Regions from separate parts of the Zea mays genome. Here regions 2 and 3 are each linked to region 1. Evidence: chromatin contacts called from public Hi-C data. All regions are on one chromosome and are shown on one strand. The core of a region is the stretch at or near the end of the contact, and the rest is flanking DNA. Distances in the headings are between cores, read along the strand shown.

The links. Hi-C and Micro-C count contacts between places; a contact is called where the count stands out from the background.
Region 2: a contact with region 1 is called in a Hi-C map of ear, with 1.7 times the contacts expected there. The contact joins the promoter of LOC100282469 here to the promoter of LOC100285888 in region 1. A contact is called at or near these places in 2 of 25 Hi-C or Micro-C datasets (ear and leaf).
Region 3: a Hi-C map of bundle sheath shows a contact between it and region 1, with 4 times the contacts expected there. The contact joins the promoter of LOC100275742 here to the promoter of LOC100285888 in region 1. A contact is called at or near these places in 3 of 25 Hi-C or Micro-C datasets (bundle sheath, ear and leaf).

Annotation. Positions count from the first base shown.
Region 1 is chr1:65,114,918-65,117,617 of Zm-B73-REFERENCE-NAM-5.0, forward strand. LOC100285888 (cationic amino acid transporter) reads right to left here and starts at 1,329. Exons shown (of 2, transcript NM_001158778.1): 1 at 319-1,329. The coding sequence starts at 1,195.
Region 2 is chr1:64,759,391-64,762,090 of Zm-B73-REFERENCE-NAM-5.0, forward strand. It overlaps LOC100282469, which reads right to left and starts at 1,338. Exons shown (of 6, transcript NM_001155378.2): 1 at 1,108-1,338; 2 at 813-1,025; 3 at 624-738; 4 at 459-532. The coding sequence starts at 1,181. It also overlaps the pseudogene LOC103644675.
Region 3 is chr1:65,500,796-65,503,495 of Zm-B73-REFERENCE-NAM-5.0, forward strand. LOC100275742 reads left to right here and starts at 1,357. Exons shown (of 10, transcript NM_001349523.1): 1 at 1,357-1,614. The coding sequence starts at 1,426.

The DNA.
Region 1 (2,700 bases), core at 79-2,578:
GTAGTTGCATGTACAGTAGTTTAGGGCTTTAGGCCAGTTTCCACTTTCCAGTCAAGGTATCCCTCCAAAAAAAAATAAAAAAAAAATATTGGGGGCATATTTTTACGTGGTGGGCGACGCTTGCTACTAGTAGTTGTTTATCATTCGATCTGATTTGATTTGACTCTTTCTGCAACAGGTTACCGACTATTCAATCTTACCGCATATAAAATCTCTATAGACGACGCCATCAGGATTGCGGACCACATGGCATGGGCAGCATCGGAGGAGACGGCTCTGCTGGTAGAATAGAACAGGAACAGATTGGATACCACGCACCTGCGGCATCTGCGAAGAAGCCGTTCCCCCAGCTTTCAGGCGCGACGTCGATGGCGCCGGTGGCCGCCATGAGCGGCAGCAGGTAGCCGAGCGACGTCATGGAGACGGCGGACACGAGCGCCTTGGGGAGCGTCTTCCCGGGCCGCTCCACCTCGCCGGCCATGGTGCTGACGCTGTCCCAGTAGTTGAGGTTCCAGAAGAGCGTGTTGAAGAAGAGCTTCCAGTCCCTCTCGGCGGCGACGACGCGCCACCGCCGCGGGCGGATCTTGGGCAGCGCGGCGCCGGACATGACCAGGAACGGCGAGAGCGAGGCGACGCCGAGCCCCACCGCGGACCAGCCCACGACGGTGAGCCCCGTGTAGTTGACGAACGTGAGCGCCACGTTGAAGGCGACGATGGTGGCGACGCGGGCCCCGCCCCCGGACACGGCGGGCGCGACGCGGGCCAGGTAGTCGGCGCACAGCGCCGGGAACGCGGCGCCGTTGATGGCGCTGGACACGTACTTCCAGGTGCCCATGAGGGAGCCCGAGAACGGGCCGAAGGCGCGGTCGGCCCACAGCACGAAGCCGCCGTTGCCCGGCATCGCCGTGGAGAGCTCCGCGGTGACCAGCGCCTCCGGGATGGCCCAGATGAAGGGGAAGATGAGGAAGCCCAGCAGCGCGTACAGCGGGCCCGCGGCCTGCACCGCCGGCTCCGCGCCGTAGGGACCCCCCGCCACCTCGAAGAAGATGAGGAAGATGAGCGGCACCAGGGACAGCTTGTGCCCGCCGCCGCCGCCTGACCTGAACCCGACTCCTTCGCCGCCGTCAGCGGCGGCGTTCTTTTCCTCGGCTGCGTCTCCCTCGACTCCGACTCCGAGATGGGCGTCGCGAGACATGCCGTCGCCGATCGTGGACGCCAGGCGGGGAGGGGTGAGCAGGGGCAGGGATGGCGCCGGCAACTGACCGTGGACGCGAACGCGATGGACTGATTAGTTGTCGGATGTGAACTGTGATGCCGGTCGACTTCTGCGCCACTGGTACGCTGCGTTTGCAGGCATTTTATTCGCGGAAACTGCTCTCGTCTTTCCAAAGACCCGCGGTCGGTGTGCCGGTCTACAACCGATGCAGATGCAGATTCGTGGTCTGAAACCCTTTGACACACATTTTTTTTCCTCTCGCCACAAAATCTAAATATTCCATTCACTAGTAGTAATATCTATAAAAATATTTATTTCAAATAAAATAAAATAGCGTTCTCCTCGTTCCAAACTACAGAAGACATTCCAATGTTACTGCATCTCAAGGTTTTTATACAATAAAAATAGAGAATACATTTTTTTGATACCAAATAACTATTGTCTGCAAAGATGTTGCGTGCCCACACAACTCGGGATTGTGCCGCACCGCCACCAACCTTTGACGTGCGTGGTGACTGATGAGCATCATTCGTTCCTGAATAATAAAAAATATATATGGGCACGCGTCTATTGCCTGCCGTTGACTCTCCATCGTGCAATCTGCAGGATGGCGATCAGTGGCATTAACATTAACCTTTTTTCTCATTCACGTGCCTGTGTTTGCCTTCACAACAATCAGATTATTACAACGTCCGAAACCCCGTACCCTCACAAAGCAAAACTTGGGTGGAAAGCGAGTGTGAAGGGGAGGGAGGGCAGCTTCAGTTTGATATCGCACGTAAAGGAGGCCCAAACAAATAACCCACACGATACTATACATAGTGGATCTGGTGGTCGACATCACACAATTAACTCGTGTCGAAAGTCTGAGCTGCTTCTAGTTGCGTCTGAATCGAAAGATATCGATAGAGATTAAATTAACTTTTACTCAATTTTGACTATGGAGGGATTTAATACCCTCCAATCCGCAAGCGAACAAGCCCAAAGTGGGCATTAGACAATCCGCATTGGTTTTCCTAAATTTCTCATTCTATATCACTTGTTTGCGTCACATCGTTAACATTTTATCCTCTATTTTCTCATCTCCTGCAGCGGTTTTCACTAAATACTCTCCCTATCGTCGTGGCCAATACCCTCCAATCACATTCGATCAGACGCAAGGGAAACAAACCCCAAGTGGGCATTAGCAGCATCTCAAGGTTCGTGGATTTTAGGGCCAATGTTCTGATGCAGCAACTAGCAACCGGCCGCCGGACAGATGCAAAATGCTCCTGACTGGGTCGGCCGCGAGAACGTTCGCACGAAAAATTCCAAGAGAACACAATAATTATATGGCGAAAGAACTTAAGCAGCACGCTTCAAGCCCAAAGAACTAAAGAATCTGAAGTCGCCTTCGCACTCTTCATATATTTACCCTAGCTTCTCATAGGAAACTAAACATGTGATGATTTTTGTTCATGTAGAGTGTGTGCCCTTCGATGGCG
Region 2 (2,700 bases), core at 88-2,587, 360 kb before region 1:
GATACATATGGAGATCATGTTCTGTGTATAGTGTATACCAATCAATGTAAGTCCAATTAAGCATAAACTAGATCATTAGCTAGCTTCCTTTTTCACACAATATTCTCAAGGACTTATTAGTTGCAATATGTAAGTATTTCAAGCCAAATTATTAAGCACTGTTAAGTGTGGACCAGACTTTTGTCAAACAAAAACAAATAGTGCAACAGAGAAAAGAAAATGTTGAGGCATTTAAACGATCTGTATCCAATTCAAAGACGGCATAAATTTTTATGTATGCACATCAATTCTGGCTTCTTGATTACACTAGTACATTTATCATCATGATATTTGGTACAACTTCCACGGTTTTCACCTTTAAGATACCATTCCAATCCAATTGAACCCTAAAATAGCATTCAACTAAGTCATAGCAAGCTTTACTCCAAATTAGAGCATATAATGATTGAAGAACGCACTCAATAGGCAGCTGAACTTCAGCAATGCCAGTTGTCCATTGTGTCGAGCTCTCCTCTGAGTTCTTCTTCTTTACCTGCAAGGAACAATATAATCATACCATCATCGCAGACCACAGAACAATGAGCATTCTCTGGTTGAGGAAATCGGTTGAGCCATGAGCAAACCTTGAGGTGGTCTGGCACGGTATAGAGCTCGTCCACATGGTCCATCTCTTCCTTGTGTCCCACATCAACCATCTTACCCCTCTTCTTCGCCAGCTCGGTCTCCACGTACCTCAACCTTCAGGTTAAGCCAACACGTACTCGTGTCAGTATTAGATGAAACGACATGCATATACAAGTGCAGCACAGTACATGTTGGGGTCCTCGATAGTGACGGCGGTCTCCTGAGCGAAGGTGTCCTGGAGGACGAGGTCCTCCTTCTCGGCCTCACCGGCGACCGCTGCCCCGGTGCCCAATAGACCACGGGCGGAGGACCCGTTAGTGGATGCGGCGGCGAGGTCGGCGGGGATACCCAGCTTCCTCTCCCGGAGCTTCTGCATGTACTTGATCTCCTCGAGGGCGATGCTGAAAGGGGAGGAAGCGAGGCAGGTATCAGCAAGAAGGCCCAACAGAGCAAGAGAGAGGAGAGGATTGGAGGGAGGGGTACCGGCGAGTGTCCTCGTCGTCGGAGCGGTCGTCAGTGTCCTGCTCGATGCCCCGCTTGCGGAAGTTTCGCGGCATGGTGGGGAGGTGTTGGGCTCCGGCGGGGTTAGAGGTAAGGAGAAGGGCGGGTAGGGCGACGACCGCCGGGGGTGTGGCCGGCGGCGAGGCGTGCAGGGCAGATTTGGGATCGAAGGGTTTGAATCCCGAACGACTTTTTCAGGTCCAGGCGGCCAGGCCCAGGCTTTGTTGGACAAACCACAGACCATGAACCGGATTAAGTTACAGTAACAGTCATGTGGGCCCGTCCGTCCTTCCCCGTTTTACGCTGAGTTCCAAGCGCAGTTTATTTCAGTTTATCAAAAAAGAAAAACCAAATCCAATAGATAATCTCAAAGTTCACAAATCTATGCTTCTATACTATATTTAAAGCATCAGTTTCAACGGTCGTCATGCGTCATTTTTTTTACAAATAACCCCTCACAGCTATTTCAAATTAATCTGCTGCACATTTATAGATGTCAAACGACGTCCGACACGGGCTAGATGCACGCGGCCCACAACTATGGCACAAGCACGTCATACCGGCCCGCTAACTGTGTCGGGCCAGCCCGTTAGACCGTCGATCCATTTAATTAAATCAGCGCACAGGCACGTCATGCCGGTCTGCTAAATGTTTCGGGTCAGCCCGTTAGCCCGTCGATCCATTTAATTAAATCAGCGTAAAATGCTAAAAACGGTGCAGGATGTGGGGTTCGAACCCATGCCCTCTCTACAACTATTAAGAGCCAATTGTAGACCGTGCCCCCGCCCCCGCCTCCGTGACCCCCGCGCACCCCGCTCAGGTCTGCACCCCGCTCAGGTCCGCCCTCCATGTTCTCCTCCGCGCCGAGCGGCGTGGTGCCTTCCTCCCTCCATGTTCTCCTCCGCGCCGACGAGGTGGTGGCCAAGTCCTCGCACAGCACGCTGTACCGCGCCGGGCTCAGCGCCGGCGAGGCCGTCGCGCTGCTCCGGTTCGTGCGCCCGGCCTGCGCCGCGGGCGCCGACGAGGCCCGCGCGGCCGCGCGGGCGCCGACGAGGCCCGCGCGGCCGCGCGGGCGCTCGGCGCCGCGCGCCACCCCAACCTCGTGCCGATCCGCGCGCTCTACATCGGCCCGCGCGGGGAGAAGCTGCTCGTCCACCCGTTCTACGCCGCCGGTTCGCTGCGCCGGTTGCTGCAAGGTCTGTCGTTTCCCCCTTCACGTCATCATCTGTTCTCGACCCAAACTAGCTTCGAGTAAGGCTAATCACGCGAAACGATCTGCTCGAGTGTCGGTATCGGTAAGATTTCCTGGTCCTGGTTCTGTCGCTTGGATTTACTGCAGAATTTGCACTTGGTCTCAGATTTAGATGATCTCGTCATCTCATGCCTGCGGGCTTCAGTAAAAGCGTCGCAGTCGCAGGCAATGATGCTTCGCAGATTAAGCAAATTGATGTGGTGGTTTGGTGGGTACTATGTTACAGCCTTGCAGGGTGGTTTTTTTTGGGTTACTTTTAGCCATGTGTCTTCACTGTTACGCTTTATGCTCTTGTCCTCAACTACACAAAGGGACAGTTCATA
Region 3 (2,700 bases), core at 107-2,606, 390 kb after region 1:
ACCGGACAGTCAAGTGAATTATAGCGGAGCGCCCTCTGATTTTCTCGAAGGTAGCGAGTTCAGCGTCGAGTGTCCTGGTGCTCCAGACACAGTCCGGTGGCACACCGGACAGTCCGGTGCGCCAGACCAGGGTGCCTTTTGGGATGTCTTTTGCTCTCTTTGTTTTACCCCTTTCTTGGTCTTTTTATTGGCTTATTGTGAACCTTTGGCACCTGTAGAACTTATAGACTAGAGCAAACTAGTTAGTCCAATTATTTGTGTTGGGCATTTCAATCACCAAAATCAATTAGGAAAAAGGTGTAAGCCTAATTCCCTTTCACTTCTTCATAGACAATACAAGTCTTCTCGAGGTTCTTGCAAACATCCTTCAAATGGGCAACAAGCTTTCCAACCTTACCCCCTTCAACTTCTGGGATACTACAACACATCCTATTCATGTTATGTAACAGTGAAGATTGCCTCCTCATCTCTTGAATGGCATATCACAGTGAGTTCTTGATGCTAACGTAATACTTCAAATCAACATGTTCCTGTACAAATAAAACTATTTGGTGATCAGGTGGACGACTAAGTTACCATGTTTGTGAAGAACTAACCCTAATTCGAATGAACAGCAGCCCTAAACCCTATTCCAAATGCGGCAAACGAAGAGAGAAACAAAATCAGTGACCTTGGAGTTATCTTCAACAAGGCTTCAATACTTCACAGCTTGGACGACAAGTTTAACCTTATCGACGACATTATTGGCAGATTGCACCGTCGCTCGTGCCTCCTCAGCCACCAACGCCGCACATCTAGCCTCCGCAGCTGCAACAGCCGCAACACGAGCAGCATCAACAACATCTGCCACAGCGACGACAGGAGCAATTCGATCCATGGGTGCGGCGGCTAGGGTTAGGTTGCGGCGGCTAGGGTTCGGTTGAGGAAGGGAGCTAAAGGAAAGGTAGTGGCGTACTAGGGAAACTGAAGAACAGCTAGGGTCCTTGGCGGCTAGGGTTCGGTGGTGAACTTGTAACGATAGCGGGTAACAGATGTGTGACGGTGTCAGTATCAATGTAATAATCGTCGTCCTTACCTGGCAATGGATTCGTCATGTCTATTTTAAAGTAAAGTATTTCCTCTGGTTTTTTATATAATCGAAAATCCTCTTGTTAGCCTCTATTTCGTCGAAGCCACGTCCGTGTCGTTTGATAATGGCAAAAGTCTCGTGTGTGGGGTGGTGGGGGTGGGGCTGTGTGAGACTATTGTTTTCGAGATTGCTAGCGAAAAGCATCTCAATCCCTGAATCGCACACCCAGCCAGAACGAACGCCAGAAGGCCCAGAACCGCTACCTCCTCCAATACACTTTCGTGGCTCCGCCGCAGCACGAAACCCTAGCTTCTGCATCTCCGCCCCCTCCACCTCCCCTCCGCGAAGCAGGCGAGATGTCGTCGGGCGGCGGTGGGGGGCAGCAGTTCCGCTACACGCAGACGCCGTCCAAGGTGCTGCACCTGCGGAACCTTCCGTGGGAGTGCGCGGAAGAGGAGCTCGTTGAGCTCTGCAAGCCCTTCGGCCGCATCATCAACACAAAGAGCGGCGTCGGCGCCAACCGCAACCAGGCCTTCGTCGAGTTCGTAAGTCCTTCACCCGCGGCTCACTCCTTCCTTCCTCTCGACCCTACCCATCGATATCATCCGCGATCCGGTCGGGAATTCGGGGGGGGGGGGGGGGGGGCACGCCGCCGGATTTTCTGTATGGTCTTGTACTTAGTACATGAAATTGATTTCATCAGCAGTTTAATTGTTGGCAAATCACTGGATCTAGCTAGGTTAACCTATGATATTGGTGTTTTATCAGCGCTCTGGATTTGGTTACGCTTGATTAAACCTGTTTGAGTGGACCGATCGATTCTTAAAGCTGCACAATTATGTTCTGTTGAGTTGGGTAAACCAGATATGATTAGGGAATTTGAGGGATTGTACATCGCTTTCAGCCTGCTTGTCTTTTGTTCTGTCAGATTGGTGAAGAGGATTTGAATCGATTGATAGGTTGTTCATAAGCAAAAGTTGTGGAAGATTAAGGGTCTGTTTGGTTGCGCTGTGGCTGTGAAAAAAGTTGCTGTGGGCTGTGAGCTGTGAAAAAAGTTGTTGTAGGCTGTAACCTGTTAAAAAGCTAAAAACCGTTTGGTGGAAACCACTAAAAGTCGTTAAAAATTCTTCGATATATGTTTTCACAGTTCTATCCGAAAAACCACTAAAAGCAGGTCAATGGGTGCTTTCAGATTTGCACTACGAGAAAGTCGGCTTTTAGAAAAAGATGCTTCCTGGATCTAGCCCTTTGATTGGCTTTTAGGGGGCAAAAGCCGCATCCAAAAGTCAAACTAAACACACCCTAAACCTTTTTTCTTACGGTTGCTGGATGGATTTTCTGGTTGGTGATTTGACTGTTCAAACTGGAGGTACATGTGGACATGTGGTACTCTTTTTTGTGTGTTTATGGTAGGATGCTCTGCTAGGATTTAGTGAATATTAATGACTGGTATAAAGTGTGTTTTCCCTTTCGTCCAATCATTTGTGTGTGGGTGGGCGGCGGCGGTGGTGGGTGAAGTAGTTGGGGGGCGCTGGTCGCTGCTCTAGCTCGACCAGCTGGTCGCCCGGCTTGCAAACATTGGTTGAGGCTGTGGATTTGACGTAACTCGAAAGCTCCCTTGCTCCAAGTCA